3 separate regions of the Zea mays genome follow, and all the other regions are linked to region 1. A link is a contact called in public Hi-C data. All regions are on one chromosome and are shown on one strand. The core of a region is the stretch at or near the end of the contact, and the rest is flanking DNA. Distances in the headings are between cores, read along the strand shown.

Region 1 (4,017 bases), core at 533-3,032:
CTTGTGGTCGAGCATAATCTTAAAATGCATGATGTATTCACTATTCAGACGATAAATGGTGGTACATGTGAGGTAACTGCCTAAGGTTATAGTAGAAACAAACCCAAACTCCCTCCAATGCTTAAATTATAATTAGTTAACTATTTCAATAGCACTTGTGCACTTAAAAGTCTTTGATTCACTAATACAAAGAAAATCCTGAAATGGAATTTCCTTCAAGGCATGGTACAGAGCATAATAGGAAATGAAATAGGAATTCTATCATGGAATGGTGTTAAGCATAAAAGAATGAGCATTTCAGTCAGCAGACAAATTGCACACCTAAACAAAATCCCAGTCGTGACAATTTTCAAGTTTCCCATTATCTGATAGGTAGATGGGTCAACATAGGTCAATGTCGCAAACTGGACATTGTTGTGGATGAGGTATATAACTGAAGGAACAACATATAGTCGCACGCTCCTCCATTCCTTTGTCATCCTTGGTGGAGATGAAGAATGGCATTCCTTCCAGAGGAAGAAGCCTGAGACAGATAACTGCACCAAGAATAGCGCAATGTTAGCACAATAAATGATGAACCACTGCACCGTCTACACATGTATTCATCATTATGATTAAAAATGGGTATGAGGCTATCAAAGATTAAATATAAATTATTTACCTTGAAGAGCTCAGCTAAAAAAGGAATTGTGGCATAATCATAATTGTATTTGCCATTGCTCTGGGAAAGGGTGGTCAATATTCCCTGCATATATAGATAAGCTGATTAGACACATTGGAACTAAAAATCTAAAACAAATCATGTGCAGCTTTCCAAGCCTGTCCAACATTGGTTGAGATGGTTTAAACATGTCCAACGAAGACCTCCAGAGACATCAGCGTGCAGTGGGTTCTACGGCACAATAGCAATAAGAAGAGAGCAGAGAGGGTTTTTTTCTGGCTCCGTCCCTGGAAGGGAGGGGGAGAAAGAACCAAGTTGACATAGGAAGAGGCAGTAAAAGAAGACTTGAAAGGATGGGATATACAAAAAAAAGAGTGTTGAATAGAAGTGCATGAAAATCAGTTATCCATGTCTCCAAACTTTGACTTGTGGGTTCTATTGGATTTTTAATCCTAGCCAGCCCCAACTTGTTTGGGATAAAAAGCTTTGTTGTTGTTGTTGTGCAACTTTCCAATCCTGTTTAACCATGGCTTGATGCTGCCAAAAGTCCTTAGCTCTAGTCTGCAGTCCTGCACATGATCATGTTCCCTCACTTGAGAGAGATTTCCACAGCACAGCATCACAAGCATGTCATTTCTCATTCCACAATTCCACCAAATCATCCCATGTATCTCACCAGATAACCAATACCAAGCTTCTCGACGACAATCAATCTGCCCTGGAATCCAGGGTAACAATCACGAGTCATCTGAACCGCGTCTTTCTTCACAAAGGGTATGGCGACTCCGCTCGAAAACATAAACTGCCGATCCAGCAACCTAGGACGCCTAATCCACAGTGCATCTCATCAAAGACCCAAATGGGAAGCAACCGAAAGTTCACAACCAATCCCAGCTTGGCGACAGATCTAAGACACTATGGTGTAATCGAAGCAAACCAAAAAGCAAGGAAGGGGAATCGACGAAATATGTAGGGTTTGGGGGATTGCCTGGGAGCTGGTGAGGATGGTGAGGAGCGCGGCCACCAAGTACCACTGCATCGTCGTCTCCGCCGCCGCCGCCGTCCAGTTCTCTCCCTCTCTCTTTGTCTTCTACGGGATTGGAGGTGGGCGGCATTCGGCAGGGCAGCACTATCTTCTACGGGATTGGAGGTGGGCTGCACATTTTGAGTTCGGTCATGTTGGCCCTACGAGGCTACTACATTCAATTCTGCCAAAATAACTATAGATTAGTAGGTAGTTGCTCTTAATTTAATTTGCAACCACGTACAAAATATTCGAAAAAACCAGTGAGAGGGAGAGTGAAATAGGAACGAATGCAAGTGTACCGTACAAAAAACATATAATATATACAACATCTAGAATGTAAATAGTAGCTAGTAAGTTTAGAAGAATTTCTATATATCAAAGACGGACGGAAAACTGAACTTCTGTGTGTCCACGTCATCCTTTCTCACCTCAGTCACACGATTCTCCTTTAACGGCCAGTGCTCCTTCAACAGCCATCGTCCCAGGATAGGACGAATTTTGGCTTCTCCACACGACGGAAGCATTCTAGAAGACGCGATTGGAAAAAAGAAAACCCGTTTGTATGACCATCGTCGTTTCGGTTGCTCGGATGGGGAGTGGCACTGAAACTGAATCAATGGCAGCGACGGGGACGTGCTTTGTTCCGCTAGCCTGGTGGCAGCGCTCTTCTTCGACGGAGCGGAGGCGGCAGGGAATACCGGAGGCCAGCCACTGACGCTGAGGCAGTGCCGTTGGCAGCTACATGCGACGGCACCAGGTGCGTAACCACCTCAAACGGCTCAACAAGGCCCCGCTCGCCACCATTGAGGTACTGTTGTTTGTCTCCTCCACCGCGCGACCATGCGTTTTGCATTTCCTCGGTTTCAGTTATTGTAAGAGTTGTAGTAAATGTGAATCCAAGTGAATCGATTCCATGGGTGGGAAAAGGTGCTGCATTTGGTATGGAAGTAGGAGCCCGACAAAGATGCCTCTTTCGATAAAGGGTTCTGAAAGAGTTGTTCTCTCTATTTTTTGAGAAAAACTAACGATCTCAAATTTGTCCTTGGTCCACCTTAGAATATAATGTTTTCCACGCATCCATATTCAGCTGTGTTTTGGAGAGAAAAAAGAAGCACTTACAACTGACCTAGCCCTCGTTGGCCAATGTTTTTATTGTTTTGTGTTGTTGAAAGTGACATGAAAAGGCTCGTATGTTCTAACCATGCTTTGTTCCCAACAAAATATGTAATGAATGTAATCTAATCACTCTATAATGTTAGCTTGCTGCCTTTGGTGCCCAAAAACAAAGCTTGCTTGCTGATTTGGCGCTGCCTAAAAATGGAAAAACTGTGTTATATGACGCTTAGGATGTCTAATCTGTTTCAATTTGTTCATCACTTGATAGTAGTTTATTATAGTACTTCAACCTTATTTCTTTTAAATCCTTTTAGCACAAAGGACCTAGAACATTTACACAAGTTTTGCATCGTAGACCATTATAAGTTCGTGTACATCAAAAGAAAGTTTGTGAGCACATCCATTGCGTTGAATGGATGATTGGAAAATAAGCTCGCCGCCCTTCGCATCCAAAAAAAAATAAAATAAATGTTTGGCTGCTAATTGATGCCTTGGCACCAATTGTCTATTTCGATGGATTCTTTGTCTTCCTGTGTTCATTTGGCATAAGACCCTTTTTAATCTCCTTCTTTAGCATCTTATTGTTTTGTAACTAGGTATAATACATGCACGTATAGTTATCCTTTACATTGTGCTACCTGCTTTCTGAAGATAACGGATCATTGCAACATATATATTTTCAATAATGCATAACTTCAAATTGGTATGCATATCATCGTATCTTCAGTTTAATCATAAAAAATAACAAAGTTGTGTTATAACAATACCTATATATATATATATATATATATATATATATCATTCTTCCTTTTTATTTTATATATAAATTTTGATAGGAATATAAAAAATACCACGCGTAGGGCGCGCATTAGATACTAGTAGAATACAACAGAGCTAAACATTAGCATCATGCACCACATCCTTGTTTCTGACACGCATCATCTACGGTCGAGTAAGTTACACAGTTTTTACTGACTGTAGATATAAATACAGTCTTTCTCCTAAACTCTTGCAAAATACAAATGTAATACTGCACGACACAAGTGACCATGTTCATGCACTGGAATAGACTTGCCTGCTTACCAAACAATGAGGCAATAAGTGAAATGATACGCTCTTCTAGTTCCTGTTGATAGCTCTCTTTCTTGTTTTTCTTGTTGATGCAAATTAGTGACCTAATTTTAATTTAATTTAATATTGGCTCTGTTTTCGA
Region 2 (4,017 bases), core at 1,085-3,584, 230 kb after region 1:
CAGAGCTTCCTAGGGGTCTTTTGGCGCCACTTTGTCAATTGAACCTAGTGGTTTTGAGTTTTGGAACAAGGTGAACGTGTTTGATCTTTGTGAGGGGACTGATTTTCAGAAAACTGAAATTCTAGTTTTTATTTGGAGTTTCCACTTGAGTGACTTGTTCGGGGGTTTGCAAAGCCTTTTTGGGACAACTCTCTTACTATTTTTTGTGGGTTATTAAGTGTACTACAACTTCTATAATTAGCCCAAGTCCTGACAAAGTGATTTACTTAGCCTTTTTATTGATTTTTTCTTTGGTGCTCTAATGTCCTGAAGAGGGGAACTTCAGGGTTTCGGCACTTCACCCTCTTCCTAAGCTTGATATGGTTAAGGCATGATCTCTTAGGGCGATAAAGACTTGGTTAAGGCTTGGCTCAAGTTTGGTGCCTTTTGCTCAAACTAAACCACATGTGATAACAGGTCACAGATGTAGGTACTGAGGAGAAACCCTAAGTAACACCTGGGGTGTTACAGGAAGTAGTTCCAGTCCCCGTTATACTACGCCTCAAAGTACACCGGCTCGTGGTAGTTCCAGGCAACAAACTCAACAGACCCAATCTACTCCTCCTCAAGCAAGCACTCCAGCTGGATCTATTGCTCCTAATACATCCACAAGCAGGTCATTCTTCAAGTGTGGACAGGCAGTACACTATGCCAACTACTGGCCTAACAGGGCTGCTTATACTACTCCAGCTCTGATGAAGCAAGGTCAAGCATCGGGAGGCAAGAGTCAGCCTTTATCTATCAATCGGGGTCAAGTCAACCATGTGGAAGCAGAAGCTAAACGTGGTGAGCCCGAAAACCAGGATGAAGTGCCAGTTGAGGAACGAGGAAGTTGGTGAAGAAGGCAATGAATAGCAAGATTAGAGTAAATATAAATATATATATTTATATTTTTATTAGGAGTACTATTTGTAAGACTTAAACACTACTTTAGTTAGTAGCTAATATTTACTATTTTAGGAATAATATAATAATAAGGTCTATGTTGTGCACTTGTTCTCAAATACTGTGGATCAAGAACAAGACAACACAATTGTTAATTAATTATAGACCTTTGTCTTTCGAAGCATTATTCCCACATGAGTATAATGCCTGTTGGACGAAAGTCGAGAAGGACATACCTTTATCATTTAATATGTACAAGAATGTAAAAGGATGAAGGCACTAACTGCATCTCATTAATTCATGCACATTTATATTCCATAAAACACGCATGAATATTAACATCATTTCTATTACATTAATAACTTCGGCTTACTTGAATGTGGAGAGCGAGAGAGTGATCCCCATTCAGTGTGAACAGTACGGTGCTACTGTTCATCTATTTATAGTCACGGGACGCAACCCAGGTAAAAGTACATTTATGCCCTTGATATTTATCTATGACCATAATACGAATCATTAAGGATTGGATAGTCTTCATCCCTTTTCAGCCCTCATCATACTTGGTCTTCGTCATCACGTCAAACCGAAGCTATCCGGCTATAGCTCCATCATTCATTCTTATCACCTTCGGGTAATATCTTCACCTTGTCATGAGAGAAAACCTTCATCCTGAAGCCGAAGCCCCTCTGTAATAATCCATATCATACTGAAAACATATAGTCAGTCACGTTTTTGAGGACCTTCGGGAGAGGAAGGCCCCCAACAGTCTATTTGACCCTATGTTTTGCTAATAAGTCATGCATCATGCTGAGATTTTTGTTTGTGCATATGTTTTGAGACAAGATGGGGATACATCCTTTTTCTTACTAATCTCGAGGATGAGATTTCTTTAAGGGGATAGGATTTGTAAAGCCCAAAGTTGGTAGAAGGGAAAAATAATAAAATAAATAAATACAAAAATATGCACCTCATGATGAAATTCTTGCATTTTTGTATTTGTATTCAAATTGTGAGACAAGTTTAAATTAGGAAATTAGAATTTGAAAATGGAAATAGAAAAAAATGGGAAGGGAAGGAAAGAAAAATATACACTAGAGAAAGAAAATAATATTAATGCAAATAGTGGATGTTATATCCTCATTAGGGATGCATTTTATATTTGAAAATTGGAAGTTCAAAACATGAATTTGAATTTGGTTTGGATATTTCAAATTGGAAAATAGAAAAGAAAAAGGTAATAGAAAAGAAAAAGGGAAAAGAAAGGGGGAAAGGAAAACCGCACCGGCCCGGCCTAATTCCCTAACCACCCCAAATACTATTTTTTCTCACTTTCGCACCAGCCCGTCCTGGGGCATGTCATGCGCGCCTGGTAGCCACTAGCAGGTGGACCCCGTGGGTCGGGCTCGTTCCCCTCACATTGGATGGCTTACCTGCGGGACCCCCGTGTCAGGCGCCCTTCTCCCCTATCCGCGAGCTAAGCTTTCAACAGACCACGTGGATCTCGCGTCCGCCAACAAACTCCATCTAGAGATTGCAGAGACCGTCGTCCCCTGGGCCATAAAATTCGTGCGCCATGGCCTTCTATCCCATTCCTTCGCCGTTCCTCAGTCGTCGATTTCCAGAGAGAGAGAAAGGATGTCCTTCTGCCAGGAACTTGGCGGCTCCGCCTCGGGCTCACGACTGCGTGCTACTCGGTGAAATTAAAGGGGCTAGGGTGTGTCGTCGAGGTTCGTTGTCCACGAGTGTGGTTTGCGGTGGTCGGAAAAGCACGAGGTTACTGGGGATTTCTCGCCGGAGGTCATTTCCGTCGCGACGTCGAGGACAGCCTTGCGCCCACCGTCTCCTTTGGTAAAATTTCCCCACCCATATTGTTCGCCTCGACCTCCTACTCACGTTGCATCATAAATTCTCGAAGTTGTGGGTCGGAATCGGTGTTGGCCGCGCGCTAGCCATGGCTCTACCGCAGGTATGCGCGCGCCACCGCCGCTGTCGGCCGTCGGGGAGGAGAGTGAATCAGGATAGTAGATCTTTGATGAACGCACGAGAATTAATCTAGGTATTTTAAATCATGGTCGTTCAATCAGCTAACGGCGGCTAGGATTACAAGATGTATACCCCCTTCACACAATAAATCGGTGCCGTTCGATTCGGATCGGGCACGTAGGATTAGATCTGTGTTTCGTTAAACTGTAACTGTTGATCTTCGATCCTGCGAACTGGAGCGCATAACGGTTAGAACCTAATCTTTGCCACCGGTTTCTGATTGAGCGGCCCAGAAGTAATGATACCCCTTTGGCGGGGACATTATGCTAAAGTGACCCCGTGTTGTGTTTTGTTAGTATCAACCCGCAGTACGGGTGTGTGTATAGAATAGAGCTATTAGGTCCACAATATTATAAAACCAACCCTGATCTTATTTACAATACCATGTGTTGTCCATCTGGAATAAAAGAAATATAGAGATGAATTCTAGTATGAAAATAATTATTATAACTTGTTTATTTTGTATCTTCTGCATTTTAACTCCTTTTTGATCCATTCCAGTTGCATTAGATCCATAATAATATTGTTTATCCCCTGGTAACTTTTTTTGTTATGAAACCTAAATTAAAATTATGCACATAATTTCTTTTGTACCCCACTTCTAAATCTTCAGAAAATCATAACTTTATAACCGTAGCTCCGAATTTAGTGGTTCTCGAACCTATGATCTCATTACAACACGTAGAATATTATTATGCAGCTTGAGCTTATGTTTAGTGTGATGTTAATTTTTCCTATACCATGTTTGTTTGTATTGCTACGATTAGCAATGAGGTTACGAGTCACTTGAAGACCAACCTTGTACCTGGAATCTCAAGTCTAAGGCAAGTTGTGCCCTTGATCACTTTTCTTTACCCAATAATGTTCATGTTAATCACTGTGACATGCTCAGGTTAATTTGATGGGACATAATTGGTTTCCCTAGACTTGTTTATTCCACACCTTGTTTACCATTGAACTTTTGGGTAGTTTTGCTATTGCTCTGCATTATGATCATTGTTCCAGTTATACTGTTGTTTTAGTTATTGTTCGTGACAAGATCATTGTGTT
Region 3 (4,017 bases), core at 482-2,981, 180 kb after region 1:
GAAAAGACTCTCAAGGGTATGCTGGCTTTTGAGAATCAAGGTAAAGCTCATCAAAGTTCAAGGACTCATTTTGCATAAAAGCTTACTAGAAGTGGGTCCTTAATCCAAGTTTTATTTCACAAGTTAGTTTATTACCTGAATCTTCTAGCCTGAATCTAGCATTTTCCTAATCTAGATCATTCACTTGACCTACACTAGGTTGCTTTTAAAATCCAAATTTTATTTTGCTTGTTATCTACGATGAAGGGCAGCAATCCAGTCTTCATATCCGAAAAGTAACGACGATCCGAATCGATTAATACCCAACTGGGGATCTCTAACCACACGACATATGTAGTACTTAACCCTTGCATATATCAACCATTCCCATGGATCCTCCACTACATGAACTGGTCCGCGCTACCCGGGAGCACATTACCCTACCATCCAGCCTCTTGCCAGGAGGATAACTGCTACTCCCACCATCTCCCACGCCCAGTGCGCGGTTGTTATTTCACGTATGGAATAGCCGGGTTCAGGCTTAACCATGACGAGGTATGTGGTCAGCTAAAAGGTCCTAGATCAACAGGCCTACAATCGGTACGGTCCTTAATCGACACAGACGAAGACCCTACAACCAGACTCTGTTCTGGTGCAAGTCAACCGCCCGGCCTCAAGTTTACTTATGCTATTTCTCAAAACATTTGGCACCTGACAGAGGGGTCATGCCTGGATAATGAATTTATCACTGCAGATGATGCATTCATTATCCCAAGCAAATTTTCTTTTGGAAATTATGAGTCATAGATCAAAAACATTTTTTAATCTATCCGCATGATTAAGCATCTCTAGCTTTTATAAAACAGGTGATAAGTTATGATAATCAATTCTTTCAAGGAATGGTAATGCATCAGGTGTTTAATCAATTAACTTCTATCACCTAATGCATCATATAAGTGATAAAATTTTTATAAATACAAGGAAGGTGGTAAATGCATGGGGCTTGCCTTATTGCAGAAGAAGATCCTGAAACCCTTCTACTCTGGTAAGTAGTTAGATAAAACTCCACCATTAGGTATTCAGATACCGGAGCAAATTTCTCTTCGATGTACACTTCTTTACGGAGCTTGGAGATGGCAGTGGCTTCAAGTGGGGGGATGTTGGTGCTGCTGCAGCTTGAGGAGGGGAGGCGTGAGGGACAGGCGTGCGAAGTCGCAGCGAGGACGGCGCGTGCTGGTGGAGCTCACAGCAGCGCGCGACGGCACGGTGGCGCAGGATGCCTAGGCAAGACCGAGCGGGCGCGGGCGCCACGGCGGGGTGAAGATGGCACAAGACCAGGCGCGGCTAGGAACCAAAGCCTAGACGCGAGAGGGAGGTGACGGCACAGGACGCTGCTCCGCAGGAAAGCGATGCCGAGAGGGCTGGAGCTGCTCCAGCGAACTGCTGCTACATCTTCGAGTGTCGGTGGAGAAGAGAGGGGAAAGCGCCGAGCGTTGATGGGCAAGGTGACACCGCCACGACGATTGCGAAGCTAGCAGCAAGACGACAGTAGTTCCTGGTGAGGACAAGGAAGAACGAGACAACTCTAACGCCCAAGATCTGAAGACAAGACCGCTAGCTTATGCAATAGGGAGGGCGACGTGGGAGGGACAAGCTAGTGAAAAGTCTGCGCGCTCGACCGGAGGAGATGAGACCGAGACTAGTCGGCAGCAAAGCTGACTAGTCGAGGCAGTCAGGCGGCGGATGGTGGCTGGGCACGACGGCCAGTCCACGCAGCCCGCGTGTCTGCACACGCGTTGAGCCCAAGCGCATAAAGGATAAGGAAAAGGAGTGGTGGTGGGAGGATAAGAGAAAGTTTTTTTTTAACATACAACGAGTCGAGCTCCTTAAAGCAAAGTCGATCACTGTTATACCCCTCCAACTTTACTTAAACGATCAGACAAGGAATAGAGAGACAGAAGGCTCCAAAAGTTGGACCAAAAATCACAGAAATCCAGTTTACTAAGACTGCGTTCAGCGCATCCTATCTGACGGAGCAACTTTGAGATTAATTTACTCACAAGTTTTAGTGGTAAAAGGGAGATCTCCGTTAACCAAACTTGTTGACAAAATATAGCTCTACAAAATTGCTGCAGGAACCATAGACCAAATGCTCATGGATCAAAAGTTATAGTGCTCCAAAGTGGGTTGGAAACGCTAAAATTCAGATTCAGCCAATTGAAACCAAACTGAACTCAACACCTGACAGGGAGATTTTGGGCACAGTTTACTCCAATTTTTTTGAAGCACCAAATCAAACTTACTTAAGAAAACTTATTCACTGTTGTATGGTCTTTCACTTTACTAAAGAAACCATAGTATATAGCTCCAAAAATTAGCCACAAGAAAGCTCCAAACTCGAGCAAAACTCCCTGAAATTCAGTTTCTTACAACTGAACTAAGTCTGAAATCTGGAGTCCGACAGCATGTTTTTAGACACTATTTTCTCCTATTTCAAGGCTAGTTCAGGGGGATCCACCTCAATGAAAATTACTCACCACATTACCCTCTAACACTTTGCTCTGGATAGTGCAGGCCATAACATCAGAAGTTTATCACAACAGAGATCTGAAGTTTGCTAAAAATGCTGAAACTTCACTTCAATTTCTGAATCAAAGTCCGGAAATCACAAGTCTGACAGCTCCAATTTGGACCACCTTTTCTCCAAGTTCCAAGTAGCTTTAGGGGTATGACCTTTGACTAAACTTGCACACCAACATATGGTCTTCAAACTTGCTACAGGAATTGCAGTCGAAAACCATATAGATCAATCACCACAAAGCTCCAAAGTTGAGCGAGACACACTGAAATTCAGACTTGGATAATTACACCAAGTCTGAAATCCAAACCTGTCAGCCCCTCTTTTGATCAGTTTTACTCCTAATTCCATATGACTTTAGGGTTAAGTAACTTAAACAAGTTTGTACACCTAAGGTAGCCCCACAACTTTGCTACGGTGCCTAGCACAAAATTGTCTAGAAGCCAAAAGTTATAACAGCCCAAAGTTAGCCAATTGACATTACTTTCAGCAAATTCCAAATTGCACCAAAACTGAATTTCAGCAGTTTACTCCAATTTTTCCTATAAAACTTGGACATCTCCACTCATGAAAGTTGTTCAACTTTCCAAGATCTACCACTTTGGTATATGGACTTTTGGCAACTTCTCTCTAGATTTTGATTTCCACTTTTTGGGCTAGTTTAGGGTTTCCATTGAAATTTTGGACCTAGAAAATGCATTCTAGGTGTATCAAGCAAAATGATGCTAATGCATATGATGACATGCCAAAGTTTTAGTTCTCGTAACACCAGGGTTGTTACATCCTTCCCCCTTAAAAAGGAATCTCGTCTCGATATTAAAACTCCAGGCTAAGTAATGGAAAAGGAAATGCGTCACGATCTTATTCTACCTTTGTTCTTACAAGACAGGGGTGTGCCCCTGTGGGTTTACATCGAAGACAAAATACACAAGGCTTGGAATCTAAAAACTGAGGAAAATGCTCCATAAGATAGTCTTCTAATTCCCATGTAGCCTCATGTTCGGAGTGTTGGTTCCGTTGTATTTTGTAGGACTTGATAATCTTTCTTCGTGTGACCCGATCTTTTTGATCCAGAACCCGAATAGGATATTCAGAGTAAGTTAGATCAGGTTCAAGGTTGACATCTGAAACCTCAATCACTCTTTCAGGGACTCGGAGACATTTCTTCAACTGAGATACGTGAAACACATTGTGCACTGCTGAAAGATTCTCTAGTAATTGCACCTTATAAGCCACAGGTCCACATCGTTCAAACACTTGAAATGGACCAACATAGCGAGGTGCAAGTTTTCCTTTGACACCAAACCGAGTCGCGCCCTTCATCAGTGACACTTTTAAATATACATGATCACCAATGTGGAAAATCAAGGATCGACGTCTCCTATCAGCATAACTCTTTTGACGAGATTGTGCCACTTGCAAATTTAGTTGGATCACTTGAACTTTTTCTTCCGCTTCTT

What was found. Hi-C and Micro-C count contacts between places; a contact is called where the count stands out from the background.
Region 2: a Hi-C map of tassel shows a contact between it and region 1, with 2.1 times the contacts expected there. The contact joins the enhancer-like site here to the promoter of LOC100274139 in region 1. A contact is called at or near these places in 2 of 25 Hi-C or Micro-C datasets (ear and tassel).
Region 3: a Hi-C map of leaf shows a contact between it and region 1, with 8 times the contacts expected there. The contact joins the enhancer-like site here to the promoter of LOC100274139 in region 1. A contact is called at or near these places in 7 of 25 Hi-C or Micro-C datasets (bundle sheath, ear and leaf).

Annotation. Positions count from the first base shown.
Region 1 is chr9:62,607,716-62,611,732 of Zm-B73-REFERENCE-NAM-5.0, forward strand. LOC100274139 reads right to left here and starts at 1,783. Exons shown (of 8, transcript NM_001148517.1): 1 at 1,650-1,783; 2 at 662-745; 3 at 322-536. The coding sequence starts at 1,700.
Region 2 is chr9:62,839,162-62,843,178 of Zm-B73-REFERENCE-NAM-5.0, forward strand. No RefSeq gene overlaps it. Among protein-coding and RNA genes, the nearest start is that of LOC103640019, 21 kb to the right of the region's middle. Within about 2 kb of position 2,335, at least 20 of the 20 cell types and tissues checked have an H3K27ac peak or open chromatin away from gene starts, as enhancers often do. A contact at or near this core is called in ear and tassel, where this site is marked.
Region 3 is chr9:62,786,905-62,790,921 of Zm-B73-REFERENCE-NAM-5.0, forward strand. No RefSeq gene overlaps it. Among protein-coding and RNA genes, the nearest start is that of LOC103640019, 73 kb to the right of the region's middle. Within about 2 kb of position 1,732, at least 14 of the 20 cell types and tissues checked have an H3K27ac peak or open chromatin away from gene starts, as enhancers often do. A contact at or near this core is called in bundle sheath, ear and leaf, where this site is marked.